2 separate regions of the Hordeum vulgare genome follow, and region 1 is linked to region 2. A link is a contact called in public Hi-C data. All regions are on one chromosome and are shown on one strand. Each heading gives the region's core, a stretch centred on a gene start, on an enhancer-like site or on the middle of the called end of the contact. The rest is flanking DNA. Distances are from core to core; before and after follow the strand shown. Region 1 holds the start of LOC123429676 (non-specific lipid transfer protein-like 1). Region 2 has its middle 7.3 kb from the start of LOC123429674.

Region 1 (6,953 bases), core at 249-2,748, 150 kb after region 2:
GTGCTGCAACATACATTTCGATTTCAGTCTAGTGAGATGAACTGAAGTAAGTTTAGGAGGATAGAAAGCAAAAAACCAACAATTTTTCAATCGAGGTAAACGGGTGGTTTTTCTCTATCAAACCGGATAATTTATCATCAGCTTTCAGATCACACCAATGAACAATTCTTGATGGTGAACTTAATACAAACTGATGTGTGCAAACAAATCACATCTTTTAGTATCTGATAGTACATTCTATCACTAATTGAACTGAAAGCCACAATTGACGCTTTCAAACATTTAGTGGTTGCCATCCATCATAATGGTTTGTCAATTCCGTTGTGTACGTGACATCGTAATGGTTTAGTGTAACATCTGTCTGCCATGCATCATGTAAAATTAGGATGCCATTGAAAAGCATCTCCACTATGACAGCAATACTTTATTAGGAATAGAATAGAGTACAATGTCTTCATCTATAGTACAAATTAATATTTTGAAGGTCTGTTATGTGCCAATTTCATTCTTTATGAATCTCAAAAGAACACCATTCTTTTTTGTGAGGTTCTTTCTAAGCGGAGACTCTCAACAACACGTAAATGTTCTGTTTTTTCACATGCAGACCGCTGAAAGATAGTCCTACTGTACTCCAGATGCCAGAGGTGTCCAGAAAGATTCTCTACAATCCAAGAAAGCATTGATGTTTATGCCATGGACACATTCATATGTTTCCCCCTTGATCTCAAGAGTGGAAAATGGAGGTAGAGATAAATCGACTCTAGGTCTCAGTAGATTTTTAACCGTCCATATAGGAGCATGTTTTGATGAGATCTAATCAAAGTAACTTTTTTCTGCACGGATCTACAGGAACAAAGAGAGGGATTCAAAATTTACGAACTGCAAAGGAGGACAGAGCGGGGAATTACCTTCAGTAGGGGCGCCATTGGGGGCTCCGCCGGGCAATTTAACTGCAGGGCCGCAAAAAAACAAAGTCAGATCAACACCACATGCGCGCGCGCGCCCCTCCACGAACAGTCGGTTGACTAGGTCACGAATCGACACGAGGAAAAGAAAAGAAAACCGGAACAAGATGGAGATGGGGAAGATGGCTCACGGCTGCAGTTGCTGAGGGCGGCCGGGTTGCCGCCGCAGGCGGCGGGGAGGCCCTTGGCGCGGGTGAGGTTGAGGGGAATGCCGTAGTCCTTGCCGAAGGCGTCGCAGAGGCATGCGACGCTGGCGGGGCTGGCGAGCGCGGCCTTGACGCCGGCGCAGCACTCCTTGGGCGGCTTGCCCGGCGCGGCCCCCGGCGAGATGTAGGGGAGGCAGGCGGTGAGGCCCGTGAGCGAGGAGCTGCAGTCCGCCGACGGCCCCGCCGCCGGCGCCTGCGACGCCGCGCCGGACGCCAGTGCCAGGACGGCCAGGACCGCCGCGACGGCGTAGTAGGTGGAGCGCGCCATGGTGGGTGGTGGGTGCTCGAGTGCGGGAGGGAGGGGGGGAGGGGGGAGTCCGGGGGCGGTCTGGTGGTGGACTGGTGGGCTGTGGGCGGCTGGCTTTAAAGGTGGCGGGGGCGGCGTCTCGGCGCGGGCAGTGAGGGAGGGCGGTGAGATTGTGTTGTAGGGTTTCATCTTCCATGGTGGTGGTGGCTATCGTTATCTACCGGACCGGCGTGCCGTGCGCACCGGAAGGCGGTTATGCTGGGTGGTTGGCGCGGGAGTCAAAGTCTCGAGCGTGCGACTGGCACGTTGGCAAACCGCCTTTTCTGCGTCCTAGGAAACGGTCTTTTTTTTAGAGACATAATGAAGGGTAGTGATTTTTTTTATTTTTTTGGTGTGGGCAGGGTAAATGAACGACCATGAGAATGATACAGTGCCATTTTTTTCCCAGCATTTTGGGCCCCATTTATGGAATCATTTCACAGCTATTTTTCGAAAAAAGGCAGTCTGTCGAAAAAAAGTGACGGAGGGCACACACACACATGATGACCATCCGTGCAGGCAGGCTCCGACTCGAGACACCCTGCCTCCAGAACAATAAACTTGAAAAGAACAGATACGACAAGGTCTTCCAATTAATTGTATGTGCTCTTACTTTTGTTTTTTTCTTTCGGAACGAAGGTGTAAGAGCCTGACTTTAAATTAACAAAGTCATCAACCGATCAGAAAAATATGAGCATCCACTTATAAAGGAAAAAAAGAAAAAAGAAACGACTGATACAAGGCACTTAAGCGAGACAACTCGTAGGCAGCAGCAGAAGCAAGCCAGAGCATCACCACGCTGCAGCCAACACCCTACAGGACGGTCTACATAGATAAAACTAAACTATGGACTATGAAGAAATGCATAACCATACAGGCTTCGTGATCACAGCCATTTCGAGGACAGAAATGGACCAGACCACCATTTGTTACCGTCGGTGCAACAGGACCCTCCCCTTTCATCCTCGCTCGAAGGATGCCGCACCGGCAATCGGCAGCTCGATTCACCCTATAATCTAAATAGATGGCATCCAAGCTGATCTGGAAGAAGTAACTAGAGTAGACCCGCAAGCCCGGGACACACTACTCACAAGCCCCGTCGTCGTCTGCGGTGAAGACACACCGGAAGGCGGGAGCTGTGGTCGACAGTCACAAAAGCAAGGGGGCACAGCTATGAGCAGGTCAAAGGCCACAGCTAGAATTGCCAAAGCACAAGGCTCCTACCAAAAGGTATACTGTAGCCGCCGTAGAGAGGAACCCGATCCCCTCTCACTCCAGCGACCACAACAAGGATCCTCTGAGCCTGCAGCCTATGAAGAGATAATGAAGAACACAATCCAAGTTGTCCCCCGCCACCATCACATCCACGACCAAACTCTTTCGTTGCCCCTGCGATCCCCGGACGGTGCCTCTAAGAAGGAACAAGACACAGACGTGTCGTCACCACCCGAAGCAGGGGATCTAAGTTTTCACCTAGCAGTGGATGAAAGGAGGGGGAGAGGATCCACACCAGTACCTCCAATGAGAGGAACGTCGCCCAAGGCGCCGCCTTTGGTGTGGCCGTCGTGCCGGCCAAGAGTTTCCCTCGGATCCAACCCCGCCCAACAAGATCCGCGCAGCTAGCGACCTGGAGCAGCGGCCTAAGCCACTAGAACCCATATCCGGCGATGGAAGGAGCAGATCGGGGCGGAGGAGGTGGGCTTCAACGACAGTGGAAGACCTGCAGGGAGGGGTGAACACCAACGATTGAGGATTGTCGATGCCTCATCACCCGCATGACCGAGGGTGTCGCATCACTAGCACTAGCATAGGTGGCCCGTCGCTAGGGCCACCTTGCACATGCCGCCCCGGATGCCGAGGTCCTCCACGCGTCGTGGAGCCGCCAAATCCCCGCCGCCACCTTCATCGGTGTGGAGCGCGGGCATCGGAGCACACCTCAGGCGGCGGCGAAAGGGGAGGGGATGGGGAGAGGGGCGCGGCGACGACGGCTAGGGTTACCCCCCGGTCGTCTCAGAGGAGACGACGCAGGGGGATGAGTGGGGAGCCCGATATAACGTGTATTATGGGACTTTTTCCCCTCGAAAAATGCACTCAGTTCCTATAAATTCTACTACCATTTGGTTTCTCGATATGCAGCAATTGCTTTTGAAAGACGAGCTCCATGAAGACCTTTAAATCAAACTTCATAAATATTCATATTTTTATATTAAAAAATGAAAAAATTAATAGATGAACGTATAATGTACATATGTGTACATTTTCAGGACTAAATGCGTTAAAATGAATGCTATCAAAAAATAGACAAATCTAAAGTTTTTTAACCATACTATTCATTCTTCTAAATCATGATTTTGTCTTTATATACAGGCCGCATTCTAAAGCATATCAGCGTGAAAGTTTACACACATGACTCACATTCTTCTTTAGTTTTACAAAAAAGAATCAGTTTTTTTTTTAAACCAAATTTTTGAATTTTGAATTTTCTATCTACTTCCCCACAAGTGACTTTAACCGCCGATGACAGCTCATGTTTTTTTCTCTTTTATCTGTGTAGCAGCGCATGCTGACATTCCGCGGTCCATGTGAGGGCATTTCTATTTCTCACTGAACACTTTGCGACAGCGATGCACAGCTGTGGTGTGGCCAGACGAAATTCCGTGATGCGCCTTTGCACTTGCAAATATGGAATTCAAGATGGAGGTGTGCATGTGATCTTCCAGCTGGTTTACATCCTCACATGCTCTCGAGTACCTGGGCCATGGAATTATTGTGCAATCCACACTACATTCTGGGACTGCATCCTTATCTCGTACAGTATTCGGCGATCTTGCGTGAGAGCGCACATAAGAGCATCTCCGTTCCCGTAGAGTATTATCTATAAAAAAAAGTATATGGACCTTTCTAAAACAAATTTATTGATCTGTTAAATCTATATCGTAAGGCCAACTCCAGCGTGAGACCCCATCCGGACGTCCGTTTTACCCGAATTCTGTCAGTTTAGGACGGGCGATGGGGTCGTGTCCGGGTCTGTCCTGGGATACGGTGGCCGTGCGCCCAACGCACGGCCACATCCTGTCCGCCACGGTCAATATGTCTATATATTCATATTTATAAATGTTTTAAACAAGTTTGTATGTCTAAATATCAATTGTCTCTAATAAAAATAGTTTTACATCTCAATCGAAATTGTCTTGAGTAAAATAGTTTTACAACCAAATTGAAATTGTCTTGAATAAAGATAATTAACCAACATCTATTGGTTTTCAATATGATCCCACATGTGCTCAACCGAGTCATTTTGAAGCTGCAAATGAGTGTGCCAATCACGGATTTCACGATGAAATTGGGTAAACTGCTCAAACGTGGCCGGTTCTTGGTGCAGGGGCTCAACATTGTTACCTTGAAAATCAAATCCTTGATCGAAAATGGAGTCATCATGCTCGTCCTCGACGATCATGTTGTGCATGATGACACAAGCAATCATCACCTCTCAAAGCTTCCCTTCAGCCCATGTCAATGAAGGGTTTCGAACGATACCCCATCGGGATTGAAGCACACCAAAAGCACGCTCCACATCCTTTCTAGCACTCTCTTGCATTTGGGAAAATCTCTTTCTCTTCTCTCCTTGGGGGTTTGAGATTGTCTTCACAAAAGTTGATCATCGAGGATATATACTATCGGCCAGATAGTATCCCTTGTTGTAATGGTGGCCATTGATCTCAAAGTTGACACGTGGGGAGTAGCCTTCTGCAAGCATAGCGAACACTAAAGAATGTTGCAGCACGTTGATATCATTGTGAGAACCAGCCATGCCGAAGAAAGAGTGCCATATCCAAAGACCGTGCGAAGCCACCGCTTCTAATATGTCAGTGCACGCTTTCACACGCCCCTTGCACTGGCCCTGCCAAGCAAATGGACAGTTCTTCCACTCCCAGTGCATACAATCTATGCTGCCAAGCATGCCTGTAAAGCCTCAAAGAATGGGTTATGCTGAACCACTCCCTCACGGATGCAATTGAACACATGCCTTGACATACGAAAACGGCGACGGAATTTCTTTGGTTTGAAGAGTGTGGTACACTCAAAATAATCAGCATAGAGCAAGTTGTGGCCTCTTTCGCGCGCGTGGTCCAGGTTGGGCGCACGGCCAGGCACTGACCCCTGCACCGAGGCCGCTGCCTTTGAATGTGGTCATGAACGATCAATGCAACCACCACAAGTTCTTCGTCATCCGAGGACGAATCATCCGATGAACAAATGAAGTGGTTGAAGAAAGAATCATCTCCACTGTCCATACCTTTGTGGGCAAAGTGTCAAACACCTTGCGGTCGTGATGGCGAAGAGGCCGCGAATCACCTCGAGGCAGCGGTGCGGATGGCGGTCGGCTGCATGTCGCTCTGTAGCACCCCCGACGGAAGTTGGCGTTGCCGATGGGCGTCGTCGGCGGTCGGATAATAGTGGCAACGCCGGCGGCGGGGTTGGGTGGGGAGGGGCCGGTTGAGGCTTGCGGGGATGAATCGGCAGAGTCCCCGGTAGGCGGGCGAGGGGAGGACAAGGACGTGTGTCCTGCCCGTCCGCGTGCTGTCCGTTTCTCCCCCAAAGCCGCGCAAGTTTGGGCTAGGGATGGATCGAAAACACACGAAAAACGGACATTTGTTCATTTGGGGTCGGGCGTTGGGCCGCGCTATTCATCTGTTTTACCCCAAACGGACGCACCCGGACCGGATGGGGTCGCGTGCCAGAGTTGCCCTAAACGCTTTTTTCCTTCTCACGCTTCTTATTTTCCGGGACGCACTCGTGAAAAAAATCGAACTCGGGCTGACCAGAATACCGCCCCTCTAGGCTACCACTTGACATGGCCCGCTGCCCGCTTTGACAGCGCTTTGGCCCGCCACGTGCTGCAACGATGCTTCGGTCGGCCACCGGCAAGCCCCTTGGCCTGCTTGCTGTTCGTGTGCGGCGTCGCGAGGCCCTATGCTCTGATGTTGACCGGCTTTATAGGATCCTCCAAAAATGCGTGAAATTCTATATATATGATGGATGGGAGCTCAAATATAGGGGAGCCTGCAATTTTTTTATGAAATATGCTATTTTACAAGATCTATTCTCGGCTATTTTCCAGCTTGTACCATAAATATTAAGGTGTGACCATTTTTACGGGGTCTGCTAGAGATGCTCTAAGAGCATCTACAGTTGGACCCTTCATACGTGCCTCAGACGTCCGGATAGGTTGTTTGATCATTGATCGGTCATGGAACATCGATACAGTGGGCGCTTCAAATGGGCCTCAAATGGCCGGACTGACCGGCACCCCTCATATCCAACCCAAATATGGAGTGGATATGAGAACGGTCGGGCACACCGGTTCCCGCCCACCACGTCGACCTGACGATGGGGTCCCACACAGACTCGCCCAGAAACCCGGGGTATGACGGATGAGTCATCCGTCGTCGTGGTGTGAACATCGTGTGGAGCCGCTCTGGCTCACCGCCCGAG
Region 2 (7,238 bases), core at 1,324-3,823:
TCATATGATTCGCGTTCGTTACTTTGATAGTTTGATATGTGGGTGGACCGGCGCTTGGGTACTGCCCTTACTTGGACAAGCATCCCACTTATGATTAACCCCTCTCGCAAGCATCCGCAACTACGAAAGAAGAATTAAGACAAAGTCTAACCATACCATTATACTAGTGGATCCAAATCAGCCCCTTACGAAGCAACACATAAACTAGGGTTTAAGCTTCTGTCACTCTAGCAACCCATCATCTACTTACTGCTTCCCAATGCCTTCCTCTAGGCCCAAATAATGGTGAAGTGTTATGTAGTCGACGTTCACATAACACCACTAGAGGAAAAACAACATACAACACATCAAAATATCGAACGAATACCAAATTCACATGACTACTTATAGCATGACTTATCCCATGTCCTCAGGAACAAAAGTAGCTACTCACAAAGCATAATCATATTCATGACCAGAGAGGTAATGAGTAGCATCAAGGATCTGAACATAAACTCTTCCACCAAGTAATCCAACTAGCATCAACTACAAAGAGTAATTAACACTACTAGCAACCTTACAAGTACCAATCGGAGTCGCAAGACGGAGATTGGTTACAAGAGATGAACTAGGGTTTGGAGATGAGATGGTGCTGATGGATATGTTGATGGTGACGAGCCCCCTCCGATGAGAGGAGTGTTCGTGATGACGATGGCGACGATTTCCCCCTCCGGGAGGGAAGTTTCCCCGGCAGGATCGTCCTGCCGGAGCTCTAGATTGGTTCTGCTCAAGTTCCGCCTCATGGCGGCGGCGAGTCCTCCGAAAAGCCTCCTCTTGATTTTTTCCAGACCGAAACCCTTCTTGTAGCAAAAGGGGGGAGCCAGAGGGCCAGCCGGGAGCCCACAAGCCCCCTAGGCACGGCCAGGGGGGTGGCCGCGCCTAGCAGGCTTGTGGCCCCTGCTGGCGCCCCTCCGGTACTTATTCGGCCCAATATTTTTTATAAATCCCAAAAAAAATCCACGTTGATTTTCACGGCTTTTGGAGTTGCGAAGAATAGGCATCTCAAACTTGCTCCTTTTTCAGGCCAGAATTCCAGCTGTGGCATTCTCCCTCTTCATGTAAACCTTGAAAAATAAGAGAGAAAAGGCATAAGTATTGTACCCTGAAGTGAAATAACAGCCCAAAAAGCGATAAATATCAACATGAAAGCATGCTGCAAAATGGATGTATCAGTGGGTACACATGGTGGTTGGCGATGTGTCATCATATTAGGAGGAAGGCGGTAGTGAAGGGACACTCTCAACACATAGGGTAGGTGGTGGTTAGGGGTCCATCATGAAGGGCATGCACCTCACCAGGTCCTAGGACACTTTGCTTGCCCTTTGGGAGCTCCGCTTTCTTCCACCTAAAACGAAAACATTCATGATCATTGTTACTCTTTCCTCCACTAATAGATAGATGAATACTACTCGACAACTTACTCACTCTGAGCAGGTTGAAAGGGAATTTCTCGGGCTTCTTGCTCTTACACGACGATTGTTCCAGCCGGTCACATGGAGTACTTTTGCTTGAAGGAGACCGTTCATGTTGCTTGGTCATGGCGAGTAGGGGAGTTGTTTTGGACTTCATCCTATGCAAGCCCTTTGATAACTCGAGGAATAATAGGTGATATGCTCATCCACCGGTAGCAATGACTTTGATACCGCCATCATCGTGAACAACATGGAGAATGTTGAGCCATTGGCGCTCTCCTCCAAGCCAACACAGATCACTTGACTTCATGAGCGCTCAAACCACACTGCACTAGGTGATGGATGACACGATGATGGTGGTGGAAAGCTAAGTGACGCCACTCGCAACGACACCAGAGGAGGGAGGAAGGGGAAGGGCCGTCTGCACAGTCACACCATGGTGAGGAAAAATAGGAAGGGGTAACGGAGTGTCATAAGACGTCTTCTCGCTAGTTTGTCGAATATTTGTTTGCACAAGATGCGGAAAAAATATCATTATTCACTTACTGCAACACACACTTAATGTATTTGGACAAGGCTATGGCTTGATCTTCCATAAGAACAGCTAGCCGAAACAATGCTAGGAAAACTGTTTATCTTTTTGAGTTTCCAGTCTATGACTAAGAATGTAAGTGGGGTGGACTGCGAACAATATAAACCATCAATCTAGTTCTTTTCCATTGTCAGTGTATTTGGGTTGTCTTTTCAATATACATAATATATTGTGTTCATTGATAATCGACCAGCTTCATTGGGTATATATACTAAATATATTTTAAGAAGTAATTATTTCAAGTTTTTGAAAAGAAAAGATCATCCCGGCCTCTGCATCTAAGAGATGCATACAATATTTTTATTAAATTATTTCATATTAAACATGTAAAACAATTCCATGTACAAATACATCTAAAATTTCACAATAAGGTATTCATGATATTATCAATTTCAAGTAGTTTAAATATAGTGGCAGGACACATGATTTCAACAAATTTTAGACAAGTGATGAACGCAGGACGAAACATGATGACGCTTGCACCACTACGTAATGACCATTAGAAGTTCCGGGTCGGATTTGGTTGAGCTCAACGGGTTTCCACCAAAACCATAAGAATCTTCGACCAGTCCACGGTCTCTCTCTCGCTTAGACCGTCCAGACAGAGATGTAAGTGAGATCAGAAAGTCCAAAACAATAGCCAAACTGCTGACCAGTTCAACACTTCCTTGAATGCCACTCTCTGTTTTGTTTATCCCTTTGGCCTTCATGCATTCCTGCCTTGAGGTTGTTATATAAAAATAGTTGAATATTTGGTCAACGTGTGGGATACATGACTAGGGGAACAGTGAATTCCATATGTTTAGGTTTCAGGTTAACTTCGACTGTCATTAGTTTGCAGGCATTAAATTGTGAACATCTATTCATGCATTCTCCTTTTTGTGTTTTGCTTGCTTTTCTAGGAGTACAAGATCACATCAGATTTTGAAGATGAAATATCGGAGCTGTTTGGTTTCCAGCCTAAGGTTGCCACGCCTAATCTTAGTCATGCTATAATACCTTAGGCATGTATTTGATTCATTGCCATACTTGTTGGCTTGTCACACTTTTTTAGTTATATGGTTCACATATCATACATTTAATTTTTTGTTAAATCTTGCTACACTTGTGGTGTTCATTTTGTTAGTCATACTTTGGCTAAGGTTAATTATGATAAAGTTAGTCATGAACCAAACAAACTCTCATCTTCTTTCTACCCCACGAGCGCGTGTGCTATTTTCTGTTGGTTTGGGCAATCTTTCCGTGTGTAAATGAAAAGCAGAGCCCAGAAAGTGATCTCTGAGAAAGAGGGGGAGGAAATTAGCGCGTGAGATCGTGGGAATGATTGAGATGACGGGCAGGGGTAGTCAGATTTTACGAGTTGGGGAAATGCATAGAAGCTTGACTTGACCGGGGTGTAGGAATCTTCAAGCCTCTTTGCGCGTCGTTTGAATGAAACAGGGACAAGGGAAGACCGAGAGTGCGTGCGCCGGCGACTCCAGCAATTGCAAGGCGCATTACGTATTTTTGGAACACTAATCTACGGTAATAACATTTCAATATGATCGTGATTAATTTATTTTTGGAACCCCAATTCTTCGTTGGGATAAATGCCGATGGCGGCGGCCCTGTGGCAGAGTCTCATAGAGACAAACGGGGTATAGTCGCCAAGCCAAGGACTTGTCAAGATGCGTCCACCGGGTATGGTCACCAAGACACCAACCAGGGCCATGCTAAGAACATCTTCAATCGTGGCTGTAAAAAATACGCACACGAAAAAAATTACATTTTAGCATGCATGAAACGATTGTGTACGTTTCAGTTGTTGCGGAAGATCCTAGTACACGAAAAAAATTACATTTTAGCAGGCATGAAAAGTTTGCACGTGACAGAAAAAGCGACCCGGTGCGCATTAGATTTGGCGCGCGGCGTCCGGCGCGCATTATAAATCCAACGGCTCTTCCACGCATCCTTTCACCGCTCCCACACGCCCTCTGCCGTTCTCTCTCGTCTCGTCGTCGCCGCGCCACCATGCTGTCGCGCCGTCGAGAAGCAATTTTTTCATGCCGTCGCCGCGCAAAGGAGGGCGGAGCTATCCGCCTATCGTGAGGACACTCGTACGCAGAAGCAATCCATACTCTTTAACATGGAGTTCAAGGGAGCGTCGACTTGGTCCTCCGACGATGAATGATGGGCTGACGACTTCGTCACGACGGAGGAGTCGGACACGAGCGCATTGGAGAAAGACAACGACGAGTAGTTTATCTTTTTTATCTTCTTTATTATGTACTATGATGAACTATCGACGAGAAGCAATTTCTATCTATGAACTATCTATACTACCTATGTTCGTTATCTTGTTTTTGTGTATAATGTGCATCGCACGCTTTAAATTTTAGCGCTTCTGCTGAAGCGGTGCGCACGTATTTTTTTAACGGTCGCTGGAGGTAGCGCTTTCTCGCGTGTAAAAAAAATGCTATTTCCATGTTGTAAAGTGTTTTTTTGTGTGTCACAAGGGCGAGGCGGGGTCACCATGCTGGCTGGAGCTCCATCATGCGGGCGTTGTCTAAGTGCTGGACGTTCATAACTTCAAACGTGTGGTTGATCTGGCCGATAAGGTTCAACATGAAAGGACGGGGAACTGGCTGCTTTAATCGAGGCATGCATCGTACTCCCTCTGTTCCGAATTATAAGTCGTTGGGGACTATCTTCCGACCAGGTGAAAAAGAGTAAATAGACATTTATGCTCCCAGTTCAAATTCTAAATCTTCTTCCTCGACGTCTTCCACCTCCGCCTCCGCTCCCGTCCTCACCCTCCACCTCCACACCTGCCCTCCGCCTCTGGCCCTGCCCTCCACCTCCACCTCCACCTCCCACCTTCGGCGGTCTGGCCTCGCCCTCGACCTCCACCTCCACCTCCCACCTCCCACCTCCGACGGTCCGGCCTCGCCCTCGACCTCCACCTCCGGCCCCGCCCTTGACCTCCACCTCCACCTCCCACCTCCGGCGGTTCGCCTTCGACCTCCACCTCCGGCCCCGCCCTCAACATCCACATCCACCTCCACCCAGATCCTGGCGCCTCCACCTCCAAGACTGCACCCAGGTCCGAGCGCCTCCACCTCCAGGCGATCCTCCTCTCCCGAGCTGCTGCTACTACTGGTGGTGGTGGTGCTGCACACGGCACACCCAGGTGGAGGTTATTCCTGGAGCTGCTGCTGAGGTCGGTTGATGCCCACATTCATCTCATCAACCTGAATTTGGCAACAACTCTATCAGTATTTGGCAGTAATGTGAACAAGTGCAGAAAGAAAGATAAGCAGGTGCTCACAACTGCCAACAGCACAGGACACTAGCGGCTGGCTCAGCACTTCTCTGCATAAAGAAGAAGTGCATAAACAAGAACCAAAGAAACGAAGATTCAGTTAATTAACTGAAATTTAGCAGCAACAGTACACTAGCAGTACACTAAGAGAGAAGAAGAGATAAGAGAGAATTAACTGAAATTTTAACTGTTCCAGAATCACTTCGGTCTGGATAATTCAGCTTCGGTCTGCCTAGTTCAGCTTCAGAATCACTTCAGTTGATGCCGAAGAACGGAAAGATGAGCGATCTGTCCGAGAACCTGAACATCCAGCAGATGACCAAGGCCCTCCCGCCGCAAGTGGTGAAGCAGATGGGCAGCATGGGCGGCCTGCAGGCCCTGATGAAACAGATGGGCGGCAAGGACATGAGCAAAATGGAACCAAGTAACCAACAACTACTAGGTCATCAAATCTACAAGCATAACTTTTGTGAATTTGTCTCGTCTCTCCCTCTCTTGGTATACTTGTTTTCTGGATTACTAGCAAACGTGTCGGAAGAACAAAAGAATACACAATATTCCACATAGGTTCATGTCCATCTGCCTAATGGTCAAACTTCGCTATTTTTCTAATCAAGTTTCATATACAAGATGATTAATTTGTGGCTAAAAATTGGATGATATGAATTATTTTGCACTCAATGTTGCCCATCTGCCTAAGGGCCAGCCAAGAGCACAAAATTTGGTCTCAGTGAAACCATATTTCAAATGCAGCAACTGCTGGGTTTTGGCAAGTTGCATTTTTCTGTGAAGCTGAACCTCAAAACAAGTTGAATTTTGTCGACACGCTACTCGGAACAGTTATTTTTCTACGAAGCTGAACTAGGCAGACCGAAGTGATTTGGGTTTTCAAGTACTAGCAATTAATTAACTGAAAAATTACTGCACCATATCACCTTCTTTGAATAACTACTCCATTAACAGGAACAAGCTAATCCAAAATTAATAGTGCTCTGAATATTGTAATTAACAGGACATCTTCTATGGATAACAGTACACCGATCAGTTACTCCATTTTAACAATACTAATATTTGGCTCAGAACAAAATATATCAATACATTATTAATTAACTGGATTTTTCCGAGTGTTTGCAACTGAAAACAAACCAAAGATGTAAGCTTAAACACAACTTCCAAGTGGTATTATGGTAGTAACCACCACAAGTTCATTGAGGTAAGCAGTAAAATAAATGTAAGATATGGTTTGTTCTTTGATGCACTTTCTTAAACTTGTTGGAAGAACAATAAACTGATATATCCAGGAAAAAAAATGCAACCATTAGATTGAGCACTCCATGACTACAGGAGTAGCTATCAAGACCTATCTCGTTACTGTGTCATTGTAGGTGTGGCAAACTCTGACCAAACGCCAGCCCTTTGGGGAAATTGAAACCTGAATTCAGTGACATTTTGTTAGTTTCAGTGGTAACTGAAACTGAGAAGCATTTGGTTAGCTGCAGCCTGAGGGAGTAGGTGTCATTTTGTTAGTTTCAGTAGTAACTGAAACTGTGTCATTTTGAACAATAAACTGAGAAGCATTTTGTAACTGAAACTGAGAAACTGAGAAACATTGTAGGCTCATAAGCACTAATTTGGGCACGAATTTTGTTCCCTCGGGCTGCAGCGGAATTTGGGCACGAATGCTTGCAGAAAACTGTATGTGCAAAATGTGCAGTAGTGTAAAATGACAATGAACTGAACTTCACCAGTAAGAAGCTCCCAGAAGGCGAGCACGGCGGCGGCGCCGTGCAGGATGGACACGACGACGGTGCCGGACATGTGGGCGGTGTAGATGCGGCAGCGCGGCGGGTCGGGCGCGGCGATGACGGCGCAACCGGCCACGACGGCCGCCACA

The links. Hi-C and Micro-C count contacts between places; a contact is called where the count stands out from the background.
Region 1: a contact with region 2 is called in a Hi-C map of leaf, with 5 times the contacts expected there. The contact joins the promoter of LOC123429676 here to the enhancer-like site in region 2. A contact is called at or near these places in 1 of 6 Hi-C or Micro-C datasets (leaf) and 1 of 1 datasets of contacts at active chromatin or transcription factors (embryo).

What each region holds. Positions count from the first base shown.
Region 1 is chr2H:89,157,498-89,164,450 of MorexV3_pseudomolecules_assembly, forward strand. LOC123429676 (non-specific lipid transfer protein-like 1) reads right to left here and starts at 1,499. Exons shown (of 4, transcript XM_045113687.1): 1 at 1,097-1,499; 2 at 909-950; 3 at 1-3. The coding sequence starts at 1,439.
Region 2 is chr2H:89,009,043-89,016,280 of MorexV3_pseudomolecules_assembly, forward strand. No RefSeq gene overlaps it. Among protein-coding and RNA genes, the nearest start is that of LOC123429674, 7.3 kb to the left of the region's middle. Within about 2 kb of position 2,574, at least 1 of the 3 cell types and tissues checked has open chromatin away from gene starts, as enhancers often do. A contact at or near this core is called in leaf, where this site is marked.